Regions from separate parts of the Mus musculus genome. Here region 2 is linked to region 1. Evidence: chromatin contacts called from public HiChIP or PLAC-seq data. All regions are on one chromosome and are shown on one strand. The core of a region is the stretch at or near the end of the contact, and the rest is flanking DNA. Distances in the headings are between cores, read along the strand shown.

The links. HiChIP or PLAC-seq counts read pairs in DNA pulled down with a chosen protein or histone mark.
Region 2: an HNF4G HiChIP or PLAC-seq map of pancreatic cancer cells shows a contact between it and region 1. The contact joins two enhancer-like sites. A contact is called at or near these places in 3 of 39 promoter capture datasets (the C10 cell line and liver) and 1 of 115 datasets of contacts at active chromatin or transcription factors (pancreatic cancer cells).

What each region holds. Positions count from the first base shown.
Region 1 is chr9:34,965,650-34,972,381 of GRCm38.p6, forward strand. The region is part of intron 4 of Kirrel3 (kirre like nephrin family adhesion molecule 3); the gene reads left to right. All of the region lies in intron 8 of Kirrel3os (a long non-coding RNA gene), which reads right to left. Among named protein-coding and RNA genes, the nearest start is that of Kirrel3os, 39 kb to the right of the region's middle. Within about 2 kb of position 4,447, at least 40 of the 459 cell types and tissues checked have an H3K27ac peak or open chromatin away from gene starts, as enhancers often do. A contact at or near this core is called in pancreatic cancer cells, where this site is marked.
Region 2 is chr9:35,129,866-35,136,952 of GRCm38.p6, forward strand. Dcps (decapping enzyme, scavenger) reads right to left here. Exons shown (of 6, transcript NM_027030.2): 3 at 6,479-6,624. It overlaps 4930581F22Rik (RIKEN cDNA 4930581F22 gene), which reads left to right. Exons shown (of 6, transcript NR_029475.1): 6 at 1-1,057. Among named protein-coding and RNA genes, the nearest start is that of Gm24262, 11 kb to the right of the region's middle. Within about 2 kb of position 5,751, at least 43 of the 459 cell types and tissues checked have an H3K27ac peak or open chromatin away from gene starts, as enhancers often do. A contact at or near this core is called in pancreatic cancer cells, where this site is marked.

The sequences.
Region 1 (6,732 bases), core at 3,197-5,696:
GGAGCTGCTAGGCAGGAGCTGCACCACACTGAATAATCTTTTCAACACAAGGCTTTAGGGCATATCTAAGTTACTTTTCTGTCGCTGTGATAAAATACCATGAACAAGACAACGTATTAAAAAAAAAAGAAACATTTAATTGGGGGCTCACAGTTTCAGAGAGTTAGAGCCTATGGCTGTCATAGTGGAACACATGGTAATAAGCAGGCACGCATGGGGCTTGAGCAATAGCGTTGAGCTCACATCTTGATGCAGAGAAAGCTGGCTGGAAATGGTGTGTGCTTTTGAAACCTCAGTGACGCATCTCCTCCAACAAAGCCATACCTCCTAAACCTTCCCAGACAACTCCACCAACTGAGGACCAAGTATTCAAATATATGAGCCTATGGGAGCCATCTTCATTCAAACTATCACAGGGGAGCTGACTTCTTACTTGGCTGCTTAGGGCTCCAAAGACCATGTGCAATTCCTACTTATGAACTTCCCAGAACAGGAGTGGTCTGCAGTGCATCTAAACCAGTGTTCTTCTCAAATATGAACAAGGAGGAAAGGAAGGTTCTGCAAAGCAGAGTAGGGTTTGCCTCAACCCTTCTCCCGTCATCCCTCTGAGTATGTCCATCCCTGTTCAGCCCTTTCTAACAGGTGATCTGCCTTGGTGACCCCCAAACCACAGCATTTTGTCACCAGAGTCTAAACATGAGTGTCTATGAGATACACACCTCACGCTTGCCCTTTCAGTGACCAGGGTCTTGGGCAGAAACCAAAGCAAAGGTTCCAAGTATTCCAATCCAATCTACTGGGCCTTGGAAGCCAGGAACTTAAGGGCAATTAATGTGCAAAGGTCTCGCACTCAGCTATGGTCTTGGCTGGTTAGACCAGCACCACCACACTGTCTCTCGGGTACTTGAGAGCAAACTTACAGAAACAGCATGTTCACAATCATGGATTCCCAAAAAGGCAGACATGTAGAGGCCTTGAGGACAACCCAGTATAGAAGCAGAGCTCCTCCCCTCCCTCAGGAGAATTATGTCTATCTCAAGACTTGCCCAGGTCTGCAGCTTCAAATCCCCAACTGCCTACACAAGCCTGATAACCTCTTCCCTGGGTGTTTACACCTAACTCAGCTTCTTCCACATGGAGCACTGCATCCCACCGCCACCCCAGTTCCACCAACCAGCTCCAGCCTGGCTTCAGCCTGCCTCCCCATCCTCCCTGGCCTTCGGAAGAGCCAGGGATGAGCATACGGATGCTCTTCTTTGTCATAGCACTAACTGCGCTTGTCCTGGGCATCTCTCCTCCAGCTAGATAGAGCCTTCGATAGTCAGAAACTGTGATTCTTTGTCCCTATATTTCCAAATCACACAATTCCTAGCCCTCCTTAGGAAGATCACTGAGCAAATGAATGATCTCCAAGGTCACCCACAAACTGAGGGAACCTCAACCTCGGCAGCAACACCCTGTATGCTCTGGAACCCAGAGTTGACCCTATTAGATGAAAAACTCCAGTAAATCTTGGGAGAGGGAAAGGAAGGCTCGGCGAGGAAGGATTTCCATCACACTTTCCCACACTAGCTTTGTTTCCTCCCCTCTCTCCTCCCTTCCTGCCTCACGTGGTCTTTGGAAGCCTTAGTTTTATCATTTGAAAAGAATGAGCCTAATGATAGCTGCCCATCCAAAAGTGTTGCTATGCAACAGGTGAGATCTGAACACGATCAATGCTTTATGAACTGGAAAGTTCTGAAAAGAAATCAGAGGCACTGTGTGGGGGTGTGGCTTATAGACACTGGCAGCATCCATCTCTGCCCAACTTTCCTCCAGGGACAACATATTGGTTCCTGGAATTAGCCATAGTGGTAGCAATCACAGCAGAGTAACTGAAAATGCCACAAAGCAGAGCTTGTTGGTTCCTTTTGGCATGCTTTGGTTTGGTTTGGTTGGCTTGACTTAACCTGATTCAGTTTGGTTTCACTCACTTGGGTTCAGAGAGCCAGTGTCCCAGCACAACTGCCAATATCTCAGCTGCTAGGGCCCTTTCTTAGACCTGGTCCTCCTAACTCTACTTTAGGAACAGGCATTCCCTCCTGCCTCTTGTTAGAAATGAACTAAGCCACCCTGAGCTCCAACAAAAGCAGGCTGGAGAACCCCCAAGCACGAGCTACCATGCTCCCTGATTAATGTCCTTTATTATAATCATCCTTCATTGGAAAGTAATCAAGAGCAGTGACAGCACAGTAGCTGACAACTGGAATAGTGCCCAGCCCAGAGAGACTGGAGATCTGCACGGCCACCTCCAAAGCAACCGCCCAAGCATGGGCCCCAAAGAACATACATCATCTTGACGGCCAGGACCACCCGAGAGGACAAGAGAGGGTGATGCTTGGCTCCAGGAGGACTGCTCTCCAGCTAGGCTCTGGCTGCAGCTTAAGCAAAGCTGGGGCATCTCTCAGCCACCCTGTGAGCCTAACAGGGTCCTAACAGCCTCCCTCCAGGAACGCCAGGTACATGAACTAAAACCATGCATATGAAAGCCATCAGAAGCATAAAGTGACAACCTGATGCACATCAGAGACCATAGGACATAGTGTGCGCTGAGACAGTTCCTATGGGGCTAATGTCCGGACACTCACATGCTGATAAGAAAACCAATGGTTAGGGAAAAATGGTTAGGGAAAGCCATTTTCCCCTTCCCTAAAGTTAGCAACTAAAGTGCCTGTATTAAGCACCTACTGTATGCCATGACCACCCTCAGCTAGGAATGTAACAATGAGTAGAAAAATATGATCTCACAGCTGCTTCTAACACAAGGAGACAGAAGGATGCTATCTTATGCTATAATGAGGGCCACAAACCCAAACACAAAAGACAAGGAGGTGAGAGGTGGCATGGTGCCAGATCATATGGATAATCAGATTAGACCTTTCTGAGTAACATGACCAGAGAGACCTGTGGAAGTTAAGGGTAAGCCAAGCAAGCATTTGGAGAAAGAATGGTTCCAGAAAGGCACTCCATGATACATGGGCCCTGAAACACTGTTCAGTAACAGCAAGGAAGCCTGTGTGACAAAGGTCACCTACAGGGCTCTGATGGGCCAGAAGTTGGCTCTGAGCTCTCCTTGTAGTCCTGATGTAACAGCAACAGGGATCCAGTCCTGCAGTGACACTCTGAGGACACAAGGCCACTTGATGCCTCATATTCATCATTCGATGCTGCTGTCCCTAATACGAGCAGCCAGATGGGCCCTACAAGAGCTCAGAGCTTCCTCTCAAGAGATGGCTCACTCATACACACAACCTCATACTGTCTAGACATGCTAACCCACACAGGCAGTGGTCAAGCTAACCCACATCAACACCACTCACATACCTACACTCACAGCAGTCACTTGATCCTCACACAGCATGGTCATGCTCATCTGCAGGCAGAGGTCCTGTGTCTCTCCCCCCCAACACACACACACACACACACACATACACACACTGGTTGTAGACAACCATGGTGCAGAGCAGTGGGAGGTTGAGGGAAGCAGTAAGGGCTGTGAATAGTCGGAGAGAGAAAGAGAAGACTGCAAATGAATAGTCAGGGTCTTCTAAACAAACAACACTGGGGTCTTAACAATGAGCCTTCCCAGAGTCTACCAGTGGGAGCAGAGGCCCTGGAAGTGAGACTCAGAGATCCTCCTAATAGGTAATTTTCTTTTCATGAACATTAAAGTAGTCTTAAGAGTATTAAAGCCAAAAGCCAGGCGTGGTGATGCACGCCTTTAATCCCAGCACTTGGGAGGCAGAGGCAGGTAGATTTCTGAGTTTGAGGCCAGCCTGGTCTACAAAGTGAGTTCCAGGACAGCCAGGGCTACACAGAAAAACCCTGTCTCAAAAAACAAAACAAAGCAAAAGAGTATTAAAGCCAATATATTAAAATTCAGAACCTTATTTTAAACTTAAGTATTGTGTTTACAGCAAAAATTGAATGAGCTAGTTCAGTTTTCCCAGCTAGAATGGTTGCAAAATTCACAATACCAATCCCACTTGCTAACCTCATTCCCACTGGAACCTTCTGTAGGTTTCACCCAATCAGATGACCCCCTTTAGCACCTACAGTGACTTCAGCTTTCTGCCTTCGTTTAATTGTGCTTTTTTTGTTGCTGTGAATTCTGGGGGTTTGGGGGGCAGCTGTTTTAAAAGTTTGTATTAGGACATGTATCTGCATTCCAGAGGTTAGGTGTGTGCTGTTAAATTTCATGCCTGAGACGAATGTCTCACTGTCTCCCCTGCTCCGAGCCTCAAGTAGAAGCAGAGATGTCAGGCTGCTGCCCATAGTCTGAACCAGAAAAGGATCTGAGGGTGGGTGTGTCTTGACTGGCAACTGGCAGTCATTGTTTGTGCAAATGGGGCATTGAAAACTATGAGCACAGGGCCTGAGGGAATCATGTGGACCTGTGACTCAGGCTCCAACTCAGATTCCCACTGTTTCTGGGTTAAGCAGTCTCTGCTTCCACTGAGCTGCCTCTGGGACATGGGGACAGAACAGACAGCTGAAGCATGCACCAGGACAAATGCCTGTCCCTTGCTACCCACAAATCACAGTATTAGGAAGTTCTGCTTTGTGTCTGACCTCATTCCTTCCTGCGCCCGTATTTTCCTGGTGTCACTCATTACTGAAAGGACAATGTCAGTGTCATACATGGAGGTAGGTCTCTGTTAGTTTTCTCGGTCACTTCTCCAGCAAGGGTGATGGGGAAGGTCAGGGAGTCTCCAAGTTGGCAGGGAAGAAGCCAGTCTCTCCTGCCAGCCCACCGAGCCACCAGGATGGTGATGGACAGGCACTGAAGCACAAGCCACAAGCAGGGAAGCCCTATTGGGAAGCTGTTAATTAGAGTTTGAAATGGAGTCAAAGAAACCGAGGGGTAAGGGAGTGGCCTTTTCCCCATAGCAGCCTGGCAGAGACTCCAGAAGCCTCAGACTATATCCTCCATGGCTGCCCCTCCCTTCTTAGCCCCTCCACCCACCTCTGCCCCTTTTCCTCTACAAACAGAAGCAACTTGCCAAGATCAGAGACTGACTCAGAGCAGGCCAGTGACTCTAGAAAAGCTAATGAGCACCCTACAAGTGAACAGAAGCTGAGGAGGACGCTGAGAAGCCACCAAATTCATCCCCCTGCCTCAGACTCCTGTTACCATGTAGCGTCCAACTCACCCCCAACAAACCAATAAGCGCTAGAGGGAAAAAAGGAGGGGTTGGGCCTCTCTCCCTTCTGCTGGGTTTCCAACAGTACTTGCTGCTGTCTAACTTGAGTCTTTTATGCTACATCCTAAGTCCACCTCCCTCTCCTATCAGTGAGGAGTAGACTGGACAGACAACGCTTCTCTATATAAAGACCACTCAGTGCCCAGATGCCCATCTGTAAGCTATTCGTGTATTTTATGAGCCATGAGGAAACTGAAGCATGCACGGGATGGGAAGGGGTTTTTGTCTCAAGGAAGGCAAGTAAGAAAATAGAAGTCTGATTCTGAATTCATCTCTTCAAATCGAACTTGCTGTGTGGACTTAGACATGTCACTTAAAGTTCCTGGGAAAATTTCCTGATCTATCCTAATCCAGATAGGAGAGGAAGTGTACTCCCTGCTGTCAACCACTCTGCCGCACCAGGAGCCTCTCTGTGGGATGCATGTGGGCAGGGTGCCCTTCGATGGCCTTATCTGATGAGAGAACATCGTGGGAAGGCCAAAGACCAGCCCTGAGGGAAGCAGAGAGGGGAGCCTTCATCCAGAGCCCCAGGATCTTGAGCTCACTCACAGCCTGCCTAACAGGAAGGGATGTGAGGAGCCCCCACATCTCCTGCAACTCTGTGCAAAGCCCCAAATCCTTCAGATGGCACTTCCTGTCCTGTCCACTCTCAGGGGTAGACACTAAAGTTCCCAGAAGTGACAGTCCACCTACAGCCCAAGAAGCAGTGCTCTGAGCACTCGGGTCCATCCTTGGGACTCAGGTTCAGGACAATCCCAGGTGCCCATTCTCTCTGCTGTGAGATGGACACGGTATCCACAGCTTTACCTCACTGTCCGAGGGGACACCTGGCAACCTACCAAGGGCAGGTGGCCAGTGGATTCTGCAGCATCTGTATATCACCCCTGTGTTGTAGCATTTGAATTACCTCCTCCCAACCGTGGGCTCAGGTAGAAAGCACAGGCTCTTCCTGTCTAGCCCAAAGCCTACTTCTGGCTTTGAGTGTTGGCTCACCATCTGGGCGGAGCTACTGAAGGCAGAACCACTGCCCAGGAGGAAAGAAGCCAGAGAGTAGGGATAGACACTAACCGCGCCCCACTGAGCATTTACATATGCCATCTTCTAGAACCTGCACACCAGTCCTTCCCAACAAATAGTCCATCTTCTGGCTTCTTGCAGCCCAGCCAGGCTCAGTGAGACCTAGCCATGGCCACACAGTCAGGAACAGTGTGACATTCCAACCAAGGCCAAATGTTCTTTCTACTCCTCAAAACAACAGCCAGACTTCTGGGAACTGGAGAGCCCTGGTTAGTCTATTCACAGCTTCCTGTCTCCTGGACAGGCCCAATGGTAGGTGCCTGCTGCACAGACCTCCCTGCCCCCTAGTCTCCTAAGTGTATCTGGGGGATGCAAATTAATGATAAGAGTCTGAAGCAGATTTAGGAAGGGAAACTGCCTTGGTTCTGTTCTCTCTCTCTCTCTCTCTCTCTCTCTCTCTCTCTCACACACA
Region 2 (7,087 bases), core at 4,501-7,000, 170 kb after region 1:
AGCAGCTTCTTCCTGCAACGGCACACAGCCACAGTGCAATGAAGCCTCTGGTTCTACAGGCCAGTGAACGTGAGAGAACGACCGTGTGGAGTTGGTATGCTATGTAGCAGCAGGCCTTGCCGACGGGCCCCACAAGTCAAAGCAACACAGAAAGCCACACAGGCATGGGAGGTCTCAATGACACTCTCCCAGGACCTCCAGCTGTCTTATTACCTCCTGACTAGCAGCTGGCAGTCCTGAACAGACACCAGGGATGTCACCGTACAGGTACACCTGGGAGGCCTCTGTGAGGAAGCCAGACCTCAAGGAGGTTAGGCTGAGGTGCTCCTGAGCTCACAGCACGCAAGAGCCCAGGTACCTCTGGGTCCTCTCTGTTTTCCCAGCTGTGAGAACCCATTTGCACCCAGGAGTGCACCACATCCAAAAGACAAAGCCGCTGGCGAATGGGATGGAATGAGCAACTGGGGCCACAGCATTATCTCTTCTTTCTTCAAGTCAGAAGGATTTCCAGGCTCATGACTAGAGGAAGGAAGGTGCTACAATCCTCTTCCCCCTCTAAGAAGTGCTGGCATAGGCAGTGTCCCCAAAGGCCAAGAGCAGGGGCCTGGCCTGGAGGCAGGGACAAGAGGACATCAGCTAAGAAAATAGCTTCTGGGGTCTCAGCAATTACTCAAGGAGGCACTTCAGTCCAGAGGGTTTGCCTACCTCACAACTACTTTGCAGGACAGACCAATGAGTCAAGGGGCCTCCCTAGGACTGGAGATAACACCTGTGAATGGTACTGCACACAGCACGGTGCTCCCTCCCCACCCCCAAAGGATGAGGCACAAGCCAGATCCAAACACCTATTTTCATATATTTCCTTTCATTAATGCTATTTCCTTTATTAAGTGGGGAAGAAAAGTACAGTGACTGATTTCTGACTTAAGCAGAAAACAGCAGTAAATGACCTTATGGGTGTGACTTTTCGAGAAGAAAAAGGGGAGGTCTGTGTCAGAATGGGCTGGGATGCAATGGTATGTTTTGATGAGACATTAAAGTAGCCTTTGATTGATGGACTTCAGGACTTTGATACATGGACCTTGGTGGTTATCCTTAGGTGAAGGGTGTGTCCTAATAAAAGGATAGACCTTGGTGGCTAGCTTTAGGGATGTAATCTATGGCTTACAATGGAGAGAGAGAGGGTAAAGTCTGCCACTGCCAAGTTTTCCATGCCCCAACCTGCTAGAGCCCTTCAGCTTGGAGATGGGTTCTTCACAAAGTACCTGTAGCTGAGTCACACACAAGCTACTGGGCTAAGATTCTTCCAGAAGCATTTCCCCTGCCACCAGAGACACCTTTGGGCATGCATGTGTTAGTAGAGGAAAAAGCCAGCAAAGCTGACTGAAGCCTCCCTGAAACAGAGGAAAGAGACTGACCCCCTTCTACCATGGAAGGTCCTGGAGCACCACAAACCCGGCCTCCGGGACTATCCCTTGCCCAGAGGCACACAGTCCCACTGGAGAGCAATACACACAGTCACAAAGTGCGAATGGGCTCTGAAGCATGACAGCACCTCCTCAGCTCCCCGCTGACTTGCAAGCAACTGAATCCTCTTTCCCAAAACAGTCTCCTAAGATCTGTGCATGAAGCTGGTGGGAAAGGTTTTAAATGAGACATGCACTTAAAAGGGCTGTCCCAGAGCCTGCTTGATGGAGGCACCCAAGGAACAGCAGCAGTGCAAAGAAAACAATGGGACAGCTTAATGGAGGAGGCAAAGTGAGAAAGGGGCTGTTAGTTGGAGGCATGTATAAGGCCAGCATGAGCGATCACACACGTGTGTCGCTCTGTGGGACAGTTTGCTGGTGAGGAAGAAGCAGGTGTGAGGAAGGTCAGGCAAGCCCATCTAATTCCAAGCCTAGGAGCCTGGGCCCAGCACATCCTGCCTCCAGGGGAGAGTCAGACCAGGGGGCAGGAACCTGCATCCACAGGAAGTCCCATGGCCAGCAGCCCAGAGAAGACAGGCTGGGAAAGAAGGGAGCGAAATTCACACATATTACACAGGGTCAGGGAGTGGAAGGACTGCCCCTGAAAGCCAATGCTGGTGAGTAGTGCTTTCTAGAATCCATGGAGCTACAGCGTGACACTGGCAACAACCTGTAAGTCCTCTTTCTTCCCTGGACCTCCCAAGGGACACCTGGTCCCTTTCCATTCTTAGCTCTACACACGCGCACACCCTCTGGCCATGCTTTCCCGCCTGTCTATGCCATCCACGTCTGCACAGCACACTTCTCCATTCCTGGGCTCTATCCGCGTATGCTAATGCAGCTCCACTTGGAATCCTTTTCTGTGCTGGCAACAACGGTGGGCACATGGTAACTGGGATGCCTCCCAGTTCTCACACACCTAACACGGAGGAGCTGTGAGTCACAATTTCCAGGCAAGGAAACCTCTGCTCAGAGGCTAAGGAAAATGCCCCACTGCTCCTGGCCAGAGGACTCCAAACACTAGCAGATGCGGAGGCCGGATGCCACGGCTTGCAGATGGGCATTTACAGCCAGGTGATCTTGAAGGCTCCAGGCCCAGACACACCGCTGCCACTTTGTGTCTTTTACTGGATGTTTTACTAGGAAGTTATAAGTACTTCAGATTTCAGGAACCAGACAGAGTAACTTTCTAAGAACCCGGATACTGGAACCAGACGGCATGGTTTTCTGTCTTGTGAAGATCTGAGGTAATGTATGTAAAATGCCTACAACAGTTTCTGGCACCTAGGATGTGCACAATAAACCCCAAACTGAGCATGCTGTCTTCCACACAAGCTTCCCTCCCGTAGTGGTCAACATCCTGCCCTCGTGAATGCAGACTCCACTGTGCACTCTTCACTCTGGTAGGACCCGGGGTCACCCCACAGTCCTTCCTCTCTGAATCACCATTCTGAGCCCTGAAACCCAGCTGGAGCCTCCTCCTGAGTGGCACCTTGTCCTTCCCTGCTTTGGATCCATGCTGGTTTCTAGTCCTGCTCCATTTGCATTTGTTCAATTCGATCACACTATCCACATCCTTAGAAACATCACAGATATTTAGAGTTGGAAAAAATGGCGCAGGAGATCAAGCACTGACCACATAAGCAGAAGGGCCAATCGGAGTTGAGATCCCTAGGATCCCAATCAAAAGGGGCTGGTAGTCTATCCCAGTGCTCAGGAGACTGAGGTCAGGAATGCCCAAGGCAAGCTGGCTAGCTACCCTAGCTGAATCTACATGCTCTCAAGTCAGGAAATAAACATCCAGCATCAACCTCTGGCCTCCACAAGTACATGAGGCATGTGCACCTGCATCGGCACACATGCGCACCTACATAGATTCAAACATGTATACAGATGTGCACACACACCACACACCTATACCCATGGCAGGGAAAAATAAATGAAGAGCATAGATGTATTAAATGTACATGTGGGGCTGTCAAGACGGCTTATAGACAAGGGCACTTACTGCCAAGCTTGATGACTAAGTCTCATCCCCAGAGCACACAAGTAATCCTCTGAGCTACACCTGTGCACTATGGTGTGTGCATGTGTGCACACACATAGACATAAAATAAAACACAAAAAATAAAATGTCAAAACTTAAGAATAGAAAGCGTAAGCCCCAGTTTTAGTCCTTGAAGGGCCAGACAGAAGATACAAAATAGTCTGCTGCTGCTATTTTTAAGAATGTTTCCGGGCTGGTGAGATGGCTCAGTGGGTAAGAGCACCTGACTGCTCTTCCAAAGGTCCAGAGTTCAAATCCCAGCAACCACATGGTGGCTCACAACCATCCATAACAAGATCTGACGCCCTCTTCTGGTGTGTCTGAAGACAGCTACAGTGTACTTACATAAAATAATAAATCTTTAAAAAAAAAAAAAAAAAAAAAAGAATGTTTCCCACTGCCTGTGAACTTTCAGTCTTCTGAATACAATCCACAGATTTCCTCCCGGCCACTCAGGGCTGTCCTCACTGAGCCCTGAGTTACCAGTGCCTCGTCACATCAATACAACTTCTCTATAGTCCCTGGAACTCAGCACCCCTCTGTGACCCCAAGTCTGTACTGGTCCCTCTCACTGCATCACCACTATGCTCACATAGCCCACCAGTGGGCATGTGTCATTATCACAACTGTCTACCTGCATGTCCCTCTCCCCTGACAGTCTGTGGCCACTAGCAAGAGCTTGTCAGCTGGAGCCTCCTTAAAGCCCTGCACGGCAGATACTCAATCATACAGAGACGGCTGCCAGTTACTCGGGAAGCTTGTGTCAATCAGATCTGAAAGAAAGGAGTTCTGCTGAACTACGTTTGTTTACAAGAAGAACTGGGTAATGGTGCACAGTAAGGTAGTTACACGACTCATGTCAACTAGACGAGGGCCTCTCCTCTCGAATCCCAGATATGTACAAACAGCCCCACAGAACGCAAGTTCTAGAAGGTCCCTCTAGGATCCTCCACAGAAGTTATTTACGAATGTAGAGACACTTCCTTTCCACTCAGAAGACAGAACAAATACCCGTTTTGTTGTTGTTGTTGTTGTTTTTTCTTTTAAAGAAAGAGGGTGGGGATGTACAGATTCTGGTAGAATGCTTGCCTAGTATGAATAAGGCCCCATGTTTAATCCCTAATACCACATACACTGAGTGTGGAAATATACACCTGTGACCTTAGCATCTGGGAAAAGGGGCAGGAGGAGTAGAAAGATCTGAAGTTCAAGGTCATCTTCTGCTGCATAGTGAGTATGAGGCCAACCTGAGCTGTGTGAGGCCAACCTGAGCTACACGAGACTTTGTGTGGTTGTTACAGTTTTAAGTGTCAACTTGATACAACAAAAAAAATCACCTAGGCAGAGAGAGTGTCAATGAGGACTCGTCTAGAGCAGGTTGTGGGCATGCCTGTATGGCAGCTGTTTCTCAACCGCCTTGGAGGTTGAATGACCCTTTCAGGGGGGTCGCATATCAGCTATTTACAATTCACAATAGCAAAATTACTGTTATGAAGTATCAGCCAAGTAATGCTATGGCTGGGGGTTGGGGTGGGGGTCACCACAGCATGAGGGAGCATTAAAGGATCACAGCATTAGGAAGGTTGAGAACCACTGCTGTAGGGAACTGTCTTAAGTGATTTCACTGATGAATATGGGTGGGGCCCGCTCCCTGGGTTGGGGCCCTGGACTGAGCAAACGCTGAGAAAGCTGGCCGAGCAGTCAGCATGCAGGTACTCATCCTCTCCGCTCTTACCTGTGGGCGTGATGTGCCCGGTTGTCTCGGCTCCCGACACTGTGACTTCCCCAAAATGATGAGCTGTGGGGAACTGTGAAGCTGGAATTGTGAGCTAAAATAGCCCCACCCCAGGTCGCTTTATATCAGGATATTTTAATCATAGCAGCGGAAAGGAAACTAGGACACCTTGCCTTGATTTTTACAAAAGAGAGGAGAAAATAAAAGACCTTGATCCGAAGGAATCTGTGAGCAAACGCTGCTGGGGGGCGAGGTGGGGGGCACCGGCTGGACTGCCCGGTCTCAGCACATGGCCTCCCGAGTGGAACAACGTCTCCCGCCTCCTCACTTCTCTCCCTTACAACTGAGAGAACAGCAGCCTCCCACTTCTGAACTCAAGAGGAATGGCTGTGTATTCCCACCTAAGAATACTCTCTACCATGTACCCCTGAGTCTGGAAGGAGGATAAAAAGGGCCCAAAGAGAACGCCCGTGAGCGACAGTGGGGAGCCACTGAAGCCAGTGAGTGGGCAAGGAAGTGACTCATCAATATGCATCAATCATATTTAACTGTGAGTAGCCACATGGGGCTAATTCCAGGCAGAGGCTCTGGTTGGCACTGGGCCTAAACCCAAAGAACTGCCAGGATATCTGAGCTAAGCATCCTGTATCTGGCTCAGCCACATCACTCTGTCACCTTTGTATACACAGGTCTATACTAAACACACACTGGGGACGACAGAATACAGCCTGCTGTGGAACGAACACAAGGGGGACTGAGTGACAGGAAGTGTTCGCTCCAAGACTTGGCTCCTGCAGGCTGGATTGCTACAGGAAAGACTAGGGGGATAAGAGGCTGGATCAAGGTCATCTAGCCCAACAGAAGGCTTTTACCCACTCACAGATCTTTAGTGAGGACACAGTCAGAGGCTGTCCAGGGCTACTACAGAGCAGATAACATTTCCCCGGTGAGATGGACTTCTCAGAGAACATCAGTAGCAAGCCCCAGTACCTCATAAAGGGCAAAAGATCACAAAGCCTGCACTGACTGTCCTGAATAAAAGGGCAACCAGCCCACACCAGGCAGCTCTACCCCACAGAGTCCGTCTACACTCCTCTTTGCAGCCTCACAGTCACACAGACTGTCCAGGCCCTTGGGTATTTGTGTACTATTTCTGGGACGACCCCAACAGGGGCTTGCGAAAAGACAAACTAGCTTCAGGACAGTGTATGAGACTTGGCAGTCAGTCACCTGGATGCTAAGGCTCTGGGATTCCAGGTAGGGTAAGGTGATGGTCCTGTAGTCATCTCCAGTCTCTCGGATCAGGCGGAGGTCCTGACGCATGTATTTTTGCAGGTGTTTCTCTGTGGCAGGGTACACCACAGTTGTTTTTATATCTACAACAACACAGCACAGTCTGATTAGAAAGTAAGACCATTAAATTCACGAGGTAAGCAACATTCATGGCCAAAAAAAAAAAAAAAAAAAAAAAAAAAGCTTTTACTCTTGGTTCTCTGGCCCCTCATGATATTAAACACATGTTTCAGGCACAGTGAGTGACCAAAAGTTTCTCACTTCTTGTATGCGAATGGCTAGGCATGTGGCTTTCTGGATGCAAAGCAGGCAGTATAGCTTGAGTCTTAGTGGCTCCCTTAAGTAGCTTAGTGGCTCAGTGTGGACTCTGGAGCCAGGCTGTCTGGGCTTAAGGCCTACCCGTGCCTGCTTCTCACTCGCTCCGAGTAGGACTGTGGCTCCCAGTTGGGAATTTGGTCTAGTTACTTAACTTCTGTGTTACCATCTACCAAGTGAAGACAGCAACAGTTCTTATGTTATATATGAAGTGAGTCAGTTACCTGAGAA